Regions from separate parts of the Mus musculus genome. Here region 1 is linked to region 2. The links are chromatin contacts, called in public Hi-C maps. All regions are on one chromosome and are shown on one strand. Each heading gives the region's core, a stretch centred on a gene start, on an enhancer-like site or on the middle of the called end of the contact. The rest is flanking DNA. Distances are from core to core; before and after follow the strand shown.

Region 1 (5,512 bases), core at 615-3,114, 520 kb before region 2:
TTGGTAGAAAATAGCCATCATCCATTCTTGCACCAGACTCAGTCCCCCATGGTCTTTAACAATACTGCCTGTCCAGCACAGATAATCATCATCCTGTATAATGAGGGGTGGGGCAAGGAGGTGCACATGTCTCCAGCCAATAAGAAAGTGGGCCAGGTCAACAGGAGTGTTGTCTGATTGGCAGGAGGTAGGTTGGGAGCTATGATATGGGGGAGGAGACTTTCATCAGAAGTAAAGTCAGCAGGAAAGATGAAGCAAAGGAATAGATTCTGGTGCTATCATTTGAAGCTCTGGATTAGGTCAGACCCGAAGTCGTTTACATTCCTGGGATTTACACTCACATTAGCCTAGATATGCCTCTTTTAAGACAATTTTCTTAGCCACTTTACATTGTATTTTTATTTTCTTAAACAACTTTAGAATTGTATTCACATAGGGAATCCTTTAAATATGAAGAAACCATTCTCCATGTACAAATTACCTGTGTGTGTGTGTGTGTGTGTGTGTGTGTGTGTGTGTGTGTGTGTGTGTGTGTGTGTGTGATGCTTGTTGCTGTTTTGAGATCAGGACTTATTATATTTCACTGTCTGCTCTTGAACTCGTAGACTCCAAAGATCACTTCCCAAGTGCCAAGATCACAAATATATGCCCCCCAAATCCAGCCACACCACCTGTAAACTGCTAAGCCAGTATTCCATTTATGGTAAAACTAAAGACTGCATATCCAACATCCTAACTTAAAAATTATTACGAAAATCTTTTCAAATTTCTGTATTGTCAATCCGTTTAGTTTCTGTTCTGAGATTCCATCTACTTCTCCCTCAATCCCTGGGACCTGCTTTTCCACCTAGAATTAATTCTTGATCATTGTTACATAAGGGTTCTCAGTGAACAGATAGTGTGACCTAAAGCCACAAAGTCCTACCAAGAGCCATCTCAAAGACAAGGCAATGCAGACCCTGATTCTGGCTTGATGAAGGGACAGGTGGCAGAGTAATTAAATAATTCATATCAAATACTGGGAAAATATATAATTCCGTGCAAATAAATATTCCTCCTCTCCTTCCCAAAACGAATTTGAAATCATAATAGGTGACATGAAAAGAGAGAGTAACTTGCAGAACCTGTCGCAGACACCTATGGTGATAACAACCTCGTGGAAACCCAATCTTGTCCTGAATCTAAAATTATGGTCATGTTCTGTTTCCAGAAGTAAGTTTTACCATCTGTAAGGTTTGGAGAAGACCTACTTCTCTAGATCATAGCAAAGAGACAAGGGCTTCTCTGTTTCCATGCTCACAATGGGCACATCAAAATCCAACCCCTTTTGTAAACAGAGTCTGTCTTCTAGAGGGTCCCTGAGGAGTCACAGTTGGCGAATGTTCTTACGAATCTGGCAGGCAAACAAGTCTAGGAACACTGGCTTTAATGAAATCAAAAATTAACACTCATTAAATCAGCAAGTAGAAATAGCCCAGACTCTCTAGTGATGTAGTGTACAGGGATAAATGTCCCTGGGTCATACCCAGCTGGGCCTGCCAGGAAAAGGTCGTGGAATATTCCTGTTGAGCAAGCCTCACTGGTGGCTCTGACCTGTACTGAGAACCAGCCAATATCCTGCCAAAGCAACCTGTGCCTGTTGGGAAGTTGAGCATCTTCTCTGGATCTCTGCTGAAAACCTGATCTGGCCATGTTGACCACTTTCATGGTTGGGTTTCTTCAAGAACACAGATTAGACTCGGATTCACATAGATCGGAAGAATCAGAGGGCCCATTTGGCACTGTCCCCTGTGTTGCCTAAACTGTGGGGCCATGATGGCATTGCCTTGAGCCTGAAGAGAACCTACGGACACTCAGTCCCTGTTCAATTGCTATTGAGAAACACTAGCAAAGAAAGAGAGATCAGAGTTCTCTGTGCAGAGGCGAACATCTCGGGAACAGTTTGCAGGAAGCCAATAGCAGAAATTCTCTGTCATGGGACGACTCTGTGTCATGTGCAGTGGCATACTGGGTGGATTCTATCAGAAAGTTGGAAGGGAGAAACATATGTGGGTGGGTATGCCTGAGAGATTGTGGACAGGCACAAGTGTCTCTGTCCTTTGTGTCCCCAGGATGTGAACAGCAGTTTCATGATGACAATCAGAATAACATTTGTCCTTGCTTTCACTAGTCCAAAGACTGCAGTCCGTAAGCTGTAACAAACCCACATAGCTTTCAACTAACCACACATGGAATTATTCTAGAATATTCTATGCCAACATGGAACATTATTAGAAATCTCACACTTCCATGTGGATTCTTGAGATTTCACATTCAAATTCCCATCTTGGTCTTTGAACACACTTAACAGCAATGGGCTGTATTTTAAGGCAGCCTGATTGACAAGGCTGAGTGGCAGGTTGTCCTTTGACATGAGCTCCTCCACCTCTGGTTCTGCCCTTGGCAAGCCCTTCAGTGCCGGCCCTGATCACCTAGACACTAGCATTTCTGAGTATCCTGCCCTGATCTCTTCAGAATTCTTTGGCCAGGGTTACCTAGTGGGTCCACATCAACAAGCCAGCAGGGTGGGCTGGATCAGCACACTGAGAAGCCATTGCGCAGAGCAGAACAGCAAAGTCGGTGGACGGCAGAGGGCATAGGGCATGCCCTGGATCAAAACTCTGTTCTCTCCTCCCCTGTCAATAATCAGATCCCCAGCCCCCAGTCTGCTCTGGGGGGAACTTATTCCCCAGCTTGGTTAGGATGTTTCTTGCTTTGTGGAGCCATAAAAGAATTGGATTTAGCCATGTTTGGCTTCCCCGTTCTCTTACTGACAGCACTATTTAATGGACAAACAGTTTGTTTTATTTATCTGACAGGGTTTCTTCGCATTGTTTAAGGTTATCGGGCCTCTCCCCTGCAGATCATATTACAGCTTGTGCCGGCTCGACCCTCAGCAGGGTTCACTCTAAATCAGATCCTTATCATTGCCTCGGTGATAAATAGAGGCCTAGGAGCCCACAGCCAGGTTATTTATTTAGTGCCTCTGTGGGTCATGTTTTATACAGACCAGGGCTTCTTGTCAGGCCTTCGAGGATCCAGCTTAGGTTGCACTCGGGAACTAAAACCCAAGGCCCCCTAAATAATCCTAACTTAACAGCTGACATTTTTATGAAATAAGTCTGTGCAAATGTGCGGCGGGAAGGGGACGGCAGAGACAGAGAGCTGGAGGTAGGTTTCAGTGTGGAACTCTGGGTGTGGTGGGAGGACCAAGTTGAGAACCAAGAGCAAGCAGGTGTTGGGGTGGGTTTCGAGATGGCTCAAGAGGAGAGAGGAGAAACCAGGCTTTGGTTTTGCGGCTTATTCCAAACCAGTAAAGAATATTCTGATTGCAAGTGGAGTTTGTCTTGGAGAAGTTTTTAAAAGGAAAGGTGGCGTACTATGCCCCTCAAGGGGGTGAGCTAAGTACAGAGGGAACAGGCTGAGGTCTTGCATGGTAGGGATTACATAGGGATGGGGAGGGGGGAGAGGAGGGGAGGTATTGTTTCAGAAGAGGACACAGACAAGACCATCTGGCTGAGCTGGAGACACAGACATCTGCAGAGAGCCTCCTCTTCATCCCGTTCTTCAAAAGCAAGGTGTTCATGTCATATGTGAATGTCGGCTCGCAGCATCGCTTCGGTGTCTGTGTCTCTGTGCACATAGTTCATGTGTTGCTTTGCTGTGCTGAGTTTGACACGCAACTTTGTACATTTGAAATTATCTTATAGCATTTCATCTTTTTTGAATATGGCAAGAAGAGGAGGAAGCAGGAAAGAGAAGGAAAAGAGGAAGAGGAGGAGGGGGCAAGAAGAGGAAGAGATGGCAGTAGTAATAGAAGTACTGGTTGATTTTGATTTCAACCTTTCAAGTCCTAAAAGGAATGAAGATCTCCTTTCAAAGAACTGTGACTGCCCGGCGTGGTGGTGCTCGCCTTTAACCCCAGCACTCAGGAGGCAGCGGCAGGCAGATTTCTGAGTTCAAGGCCAGCCTGGTCTACAAAGTGAGTTCCAGGACAGCCAGGGCTACACAGAGAAACCCTGTCTTGAAACAAAACAAAACAAAACAAAACAAAACAAAACAAAACAAAACAAAACAAAACAAAACAAAACAAAACAAAACAAAACAAAACAAAACAAAACTGTGACTGGCACCACTTCAGCTGTAATGTGAGAAGCAAGGCAGGCACCTGTTTGAAGGACCCCCAAGCGCTTGCTATCTGAGAAAAAGCTCAGGAGACAGTTTAACTTGATTACCCTTGCAAAGACATAACCCCAGCAGCTGCTCAGCACGCTGCCTTGCGCAAAGTGGTACAAGCCCACTTCTGGAGATGCAAATTCTGGCTGGTGAAAGGCCACATGAGCACACCAGTGCGTTCGTTACCTACGGGCTTGAAGCATGGTTTGGAAGGGGCTCTCTCTGCCACTATCCTGGCACGGAACCTGCTTGGAAGCTGAATGTTTGAGGGAAACTGAGAAGAGTCAATCAGTGCATTGCATGAAAATACAGGGTGGGCAAAACTATGTGTGAAGGTGGAGGACCTGACCCAGCACCCAGAAGATGCTATAGCTTGGCTTGTTCAGCAGCAAGAATGAATGGAAGACATCTGCTGTCCGAGGAAGATGGGTGGAAATTATGGCCATCAATCAAAGGGGTAGGAAACCATCACTGAAGCCATATGAAGTCAACTAGGAAGCAAAGAGACTCTGGTATCCTTCATCCTTGTAAATCTCTAATAATGATGGCTCTTGTGGTTTCCAGAATTATTAAGTCTTGTCAAGAAATGTTTCTATCATCTCTCTTAACTCTGTCTAGTAACTCTTACACAGCAGGGATGGGCCAGGCACTGTTCTAAACATTTTACAAGCATAGACTCCTGCACATCGCTTTATATCCATGAGATAAACTCTCATATGCCACCACTCTCTTAAGAATCAAGAAATTGTGCAGGTTAACTAACTTACCTGAAGTCACATGAGAGTCAAATCCAGGCATCTTGGCTCAAGCCCAGGGTCCTTCTCAAAGGCTCTGGCAGCAGGCAGATAAAATGTGTTTGGGATACATGGTTTCCTTTCTAGGAGCCATGCTCAAAAGGACCTGTGCTGTTCTTTGTTGAGTTTCTCAGGGCCTGTTTTTGCCACTAACACCTGCATGCTTTCCTCATCATGTCTGACAACCACTATTTTACGATCTGCTGCAGACTTCCATCCATCTTTCTGTTTCTCACTTTTGCTCTGATAGCATCCTTTCTCTGTGCCTCACGTTCCTGACCGCTCATCTAGGCAGGTGTGCCTCCTTGCATCCTGTTCCGTGGGTCCCTCGTCTCTTTCATTTTCTGGTTCCTGATCCTGGGATACCTTGAGCCTCCACTGCCTCCATGCAAAGCAGCATAGTCACTGTCTAGCGATGCACGTAGATACCCAGTGGATATGTGTTGCAAGAATGCATAGAGGGATAAATGACAACATGCCAGGACTATGTGCCTGCTCCACTG
Region 2 (5,666 bases), core at 3,117-5,616:
ACATTTGTTGAGGACATGTTTTGTGCCAAGTGCTACTTCTGGTACCAAACATCCCTACCTTCCTCGATGGGGAAAAAAAGCACTAAATGGGAAGAACAGGTGCTAATCAAAGAACCACTGCTTGGGTGGGTGGGGGACTTGACATTGCACGGGGGGCAGTAAGAATCTTCATCTGTGAAATGGGCTCCATTTGCCCTGCCTCCCTTCCCACCTACACAGCTAGCTCATCCAGGACATCAGCAAGAAATAGACTTTTTATAAACATAAAAGCAAATTCTCCAAATGCTGAGTTTAGCCTCACTCTGATAAGTATTCAATAAATGTTTGTTGAATTGAATTGCTGAATTGAATTATGCTTCAAAAATCAAGCAAGGATTAGCAAGAATTCCCAGCACTAACCACAGTGTTCATTCAATTTTCCTGTCTGGGCAGAGAAGACATTTGTAAGAATGTATGAGCTGGGAGGACTCTAGGCAGTAAGCTGGTCATACCAGCTATCCATTTTACAGAATGGGAAATCAAGGCCCAGAGAAGGGAAAGACTGTTGAAGATCATATATGAAAAAGAGTCAGAGCCAGAGATGCCAGCTTCCTGATAATCTGAGTGACTGAAATGATGGTGAAGAAGAAGATGGAGCCATCTTGTCCCCAGTAAGCTAGAGGCTGTTCTGTGTGTGGAGAGTCCTAAGGAAGGAGACATCTTCCAGCTGTTAATTAAAGTTCTATTATCAGTTCAGTCCTCCAAGTCCCCGGAATCTTTCACAATCCACACCATTAATGTCTGTGTCTGATAGATGTTGATTGTCTGCTCCGTTTATGTTCTAGAAAAGCACCCACATTTCTCTTTGCTGAGCCACACTCTCTCCCTTCCTATTCTCAATCCACAAGGTTTGGGTATGGCAGAAACTATGCATTTCCAGAGAACACAGCCACATGCCTCAGGCCCAGCCAATCAACTCATCACCTGTCTCAGGTCCAGCTAATCAACGAATCCACCTCCCTAGCTGACATGGATGATTCAGAGAAGAAGGTGACATTAAAATGTGACCCAATGTCTGCTGACTTATGGGTAGAATAAATCTTTTATGGTTTAGTCAATGGAATGTGTATTACTGGTGGAACCTAGGTCATGTAACCACACTTCACATGAAGGTATGCCATTTTCCGTTCCTATTATCAGAACAGGGGCAGTCCAGACACACACTGAATCAACAGATAAGTGTGTCTGCCATCTTGGATGAGTGTCCAATGCTGTGCAAAATGCAACATTCAAGAGACTATACCTGGGACTTGGCAGGACCCAACTGTAGCTTGGCTTTTGCTTTGTGGGTTCTTTTTTCTTCCAATCTTCTCCACCCTTTTCCTTCCACCCTTTAGACTCCCTAGCCTTAGATAAGAGGGAAAAAGGATAGAGAAGAAAGGAAAGAGATCCCTGAATAAAGAGAGGGGCTGGAAAGGGGGTGACAGTATAATTAGACTACTTCCTGCTGACTAGGGACATCAAGTTCCTTGGGGCAAGTTTCATCTTTGCTGTCAGGATATCTAAGTCCTTCTTGTTATTTCTTCTCTGAGTACAATTACTAACACATCACAACCAATCCTCCCGAATGACCAACAACTGCCACCAACCCACTCACACCTCTTGGGAGCCTAATATTTACATACCCCCTGGAAAGTCTCCAGAGTTCCAAAAGTCACACACTCACAGAAACTATCTGCAGCTGGCAAAGTCATGCCCTTGTCAGAGCACGAGGCAAATCACAGTCAGCTGCTACGAAGAACCTGAAGCAGCCCCATACCCCACAGCTGGGATCAAAATGAAAACACATTCTTATTTCTGTGTGTTTCAGAGAGACCAAAACTCCAAAATTGTCACTGCACCCAACAGTGGAGGAAACTTCTGTTTCTACTCTAAATAAAGATAAAGAAACTAAGTTCTGGAGAAGTACTTTTCTGGGTCACACAACAAGGACATTGTAGACTCCTGTGCTTTATAGTCCAGGATCACAAAATAGATTTGAATATATTGGGGATCTAGCTGGAAGCAATATTAGATTTCAGATGAACCTGGAATATGTCAGGCATTCAGGAGTCTTTGGGGGTTTAAATTTGAGAGGGTCTCCCAAGACCTGATCCTGAGGAAGAAGTTCAATAATGAGGGTCTTGAACAAGGAAGAAAAGTCTGGTCACAGAATGTAAAGAAATGACAATGAATGTTATGTGGTGGGGTCAGGGTGAATCTTAATGTCTCCTGGGGCTGCCATGTAGCCAACTTCAAAGTCCTGTGAACAAGAGAGTTGAAGGTGGCACTACAAAAGAGAGTCCCCTAAACTACACCGAGGGGCTGAGGATACAGACAGTGTTGCTTTGGGACTCCTCCGGCAGGAATATCCTGGGGAGGGAAGCCCTCTCAGCATTGTTCCTGCAGACCTCCATGAAGCCTTGCACTAGGAGGACCAGAGCATTGGCAGAGGTGCTCAGAGCAGTATCATCCCCACAGGAGACTGGTTCGTGATGACAAAAGATGATCTCTAGGGCTGGCGAGATGGCTCAGTGGTTAAGAGTACCAACTGCTCTTCTGAAGGTCCTGAGTTCAAATCCCAGCAATCACATGGTGGCTCACAACCATCCGTAATGAGATCTGATGCCCTCTTCTGGTGTGTCTGAGGACAGCTACAGTGTACTTACATATAATAAATAAATAATTTAAAAAAAGAGCTCTCTAAAGTACCCATGGAGACAGAGGTTCCAAGGGGAGGTTTCAAGGGGCAAGAGGTCCTGTGGTAGCAGGTTGGACAAGAGGCAGAGGAACTCTATGGTGAGCTACATAGCCTGCGCCACACAAGCCTGTGTGTCTTCTGTAAGCTTCTCCTTTCACCTTCCCAACCTTGCTGTTCACCCCACGGACTGACGTGCCTTAACTACAGATCCAGGAGCCTGTGCCGTCTGGCTTCTGGCTAGATTCTACCACTGAGGGACATTAGCTGATCTGTCCCCAGAGTTTCCACGGACTACACTGCCACTGGAGATGATGTGACCAGCACTCTCCATATGGCCTTCTGGCTCCAGGGTCTGGTAACAGTCTCCTTCTCTAGGCTAGAGTTCATAGCACATTGTTTTGGGGCCTGAAGATGAATCTACCCCAGGTGGGGTCCCTAGACCCTGCCCACACCTTTGTGAAGAGTCCCAGGATTAAATGCTCTCTGTGCCCTCCTTTTCATCCCCTGGTCCTGAGTGACAGGAAAACACTGGAGCCCATGAGGAGGCAGTCAGCCCTGTGATGCTGAGCAGTAGTAGTTCATTTAATTTGGCATCATCTTCTTCTCTTTCTGCCCTTCCGTCAGACACACCTGCACCAGAGTGTAGCTGGGTTTCCGTAGAGCCCCCTGGAACCTGGTAATCTTGTCACAGTCCTCCGGATATCATAACTTTGGGGCTCTGTCCCGCTGGCCTTAGATCTGTCATTGTAGAGGAAAATGCCACAAACCAGGGAGTTTCTACAAGTGTTTGAGGGACCCATCACAGAACCAGTGATCTGAAGGCTTCAGAGAAAATGAAGGATTCCTAATTCTCCACAGTACCTGAGTTATGGAGGGTCTGAGCTCAGAGTGGGAAAAGGCTTTCTGGTATAGCTCTGCTGCGCTTTCCCATCACCTACAAAGAGAAGGGCTCTGATACTCTTGCCTCCTTTCCCCTTAGCTTTCTGTCGAGGCGGCTGCAAATGTCCAGATTCAGTCAAGTTATAGCCTGTGTCTGAACCGCTCCCTCACCTTGCCACTTCCTGCAGCTCTGGGGTACGGACCCTCTCACAGAGGTTCTCACAGATCCCAGGAAGGAGTTGTAGGGGACAGAGAGGACTGCTATCTGGCCATGGCTGCATTTAGAGAGGAAGGCTCTGTTGAGCACACTCAAAGTGCTCATGTCTATCTCTCTCACTTTTAGGATGATAAATATACCCATGTCTGGCTTACAGAGCCAAGGTAGACAGTGGTCCAGAGGCTTCAGCCCACCCAAAGTCTGGGGAAAGACTCCTGTATCCTCACTGTCTCTTACTAGGTTTCTTCCTCTGGAATGTCCTGCCTACGTTCATGCTCAGTGTTCTCAATGTGAGGGGCCGCATACTTCCAAAGCAAATATCCCTAGCCAGGAGTCACTGTGACCAAGAAGCATACAGCCCAAGAGCTATGTGCTCTGAGCAGTGACCTTAGAAAGCAGGGCATGCAGCCCAGGATAAGGCCTGAATGGCCATATGCCCAAGGACCTTTGCCCATCAGTGGGTCAACTAAACAAGACTTGGGACTAGAGCCATGACAGGAAATGTCAGAAAGAGAAAGCACAGATATGACTCAATGGGCATCCACCTAGGACCTTTGTGCATAGCTGTACAGATTGCACTGCCCAGCCACGGGGTACCAGTCACTACACAGTCATCCTGGGCCTCACCACTGTGACAGCATGCAGGCAAGTGTCTGTAACTGACCCTAGGAAGCAGCAACCAGACACCAGCTCAGAAAGGCTACTAGAAATACAGTTTTGGAAAATGTCCCCTTCTTCGTTACTTCAAAGCTATGACACAAGCCTGTGGGTCCTCTGATAACGATCATCTCCGTTTACCCCACAGAACAGCACTGGCCACAGCAAGGCCTCTGGGCACCACCCCATAAATCCTCTTCTCACTGGAGGCCTATCAGATAATGATTTAAAGAACTAGTCACTGGCTGCAATTAAGCACAGAGAAAATAGATCAGTCCCATAATTTCTGTGTGTGCAAGGTCGGGTTGGATCCGTAATTAATGTTTGCGCCCGTTAATGAAACGCTCCACAGCTCTGCACCTCTGTCATTCATGAAGGTAATTTTTCAATTGATTAGTAAAATAATACTTGAAAAGTAAATGCACCTGCCTCTTCCCCGAAATGTCTCAGTCAACCGGACACACTGGTTGGGACGCTAAAAAAATACCACTGCAATCCAGTGGAGACCGGACCTGCACCATCAGCATGCAGAGAGCCTGAGAAAGAGGCTGGAGAAAAAAGCAATTAGAGCAATCGTGGTGACCAGAATCCCTGGGCGGCCCAGAGCTGCTCAGCAGCTCTGCCCAGTTCCCACCTGTGATGAAAGATGCTGAGGCTTGGGGTTCCTGCTGGGCAGGGATGGGCTTTGGGTAGGGAGGCTGCTGCAGAAACCAGGAGGGATCCTGTGCTGTGGTGAGCAGGGGGCAGGGGCATTATAGGATGCTGTTGTTGGGGGGAATGCCACAAACCAGGGAGTTCCTACAAACGGAGAAACGTATCAACAGGGGTGCTGAGTGGGGCATTTGTGAAGCTGGGTGCAAACACTCCATCCAGGGGCTTCTCTGGCCAGGACCATCTGCTCCAGCATTTCTTAGTTGTTAGTTAGTGGACTGTTTGAATGGACCTTATCTTGAAACCAAGAGTAAACATTTTGAAAATGACATCATCTTATATTTTACAGAACAAAACACCTCAGGAAACAGTGGTGTTCATTCTTGGAAGAAAGATTCGAGTATTGATGTGTTGCTGTTTTTACTTTCAGTTCCAAATATTTTAACAGTGACACCCATCTTTCCACCCATGGGAGAGTCTTCCCTATAGCACCGAGCCTATGATCTGGACAAAACTACTCAAACCCACATCGGCTTCCTAGAG

The links. Hi-C and Micro-C count contacts between places; a contact is called where the count stands out from the background.
Region 1: a Hi-C map of liver shows a contact between it and region 2, with 3 times the contacts expected there. The contact joins two enhancer-like sites. A contact is called at or near these places in 2 of 484 Hi-C or Micro-C datasets (both in liver) and 1 of 9 other capture datasets (embryonic stem cells).

What each region holds. Positions count from the first base shown.
Region 1 is chr8:89,369,038-89,374,549 of GRCm38.p6, reverse strand. No RefSeq gene overlaps it. Among named protein-coding and RNA genes, the nearest start is that of Gm35593, 55 kb to the left of the region's middle. Within about 2 kb of position 1,864, at least 10 of the 459 cell types and tissues checked have an H3K27ac peak or open chromatin away from gene starts, as enhancers often do. A contact at or near this core is called in liver, where this site is marked.
Region 2 is chr8:88,856,036-88,861,701 of GRCm38.p6, reverse strand. No RefSeq gene overlaps it. Among named protein-coding and RNA genes, the nearest start is that of Gm42034, 19 kb to the right of the region's middle. Within about 2 kb of position 4,366, at least 3 of the 459 cell types and tissues checked have an H3K27ac peak or open chromatin away from gene starts, as enhancers often do. A contact at or near this core is called in liver, where this site is marked.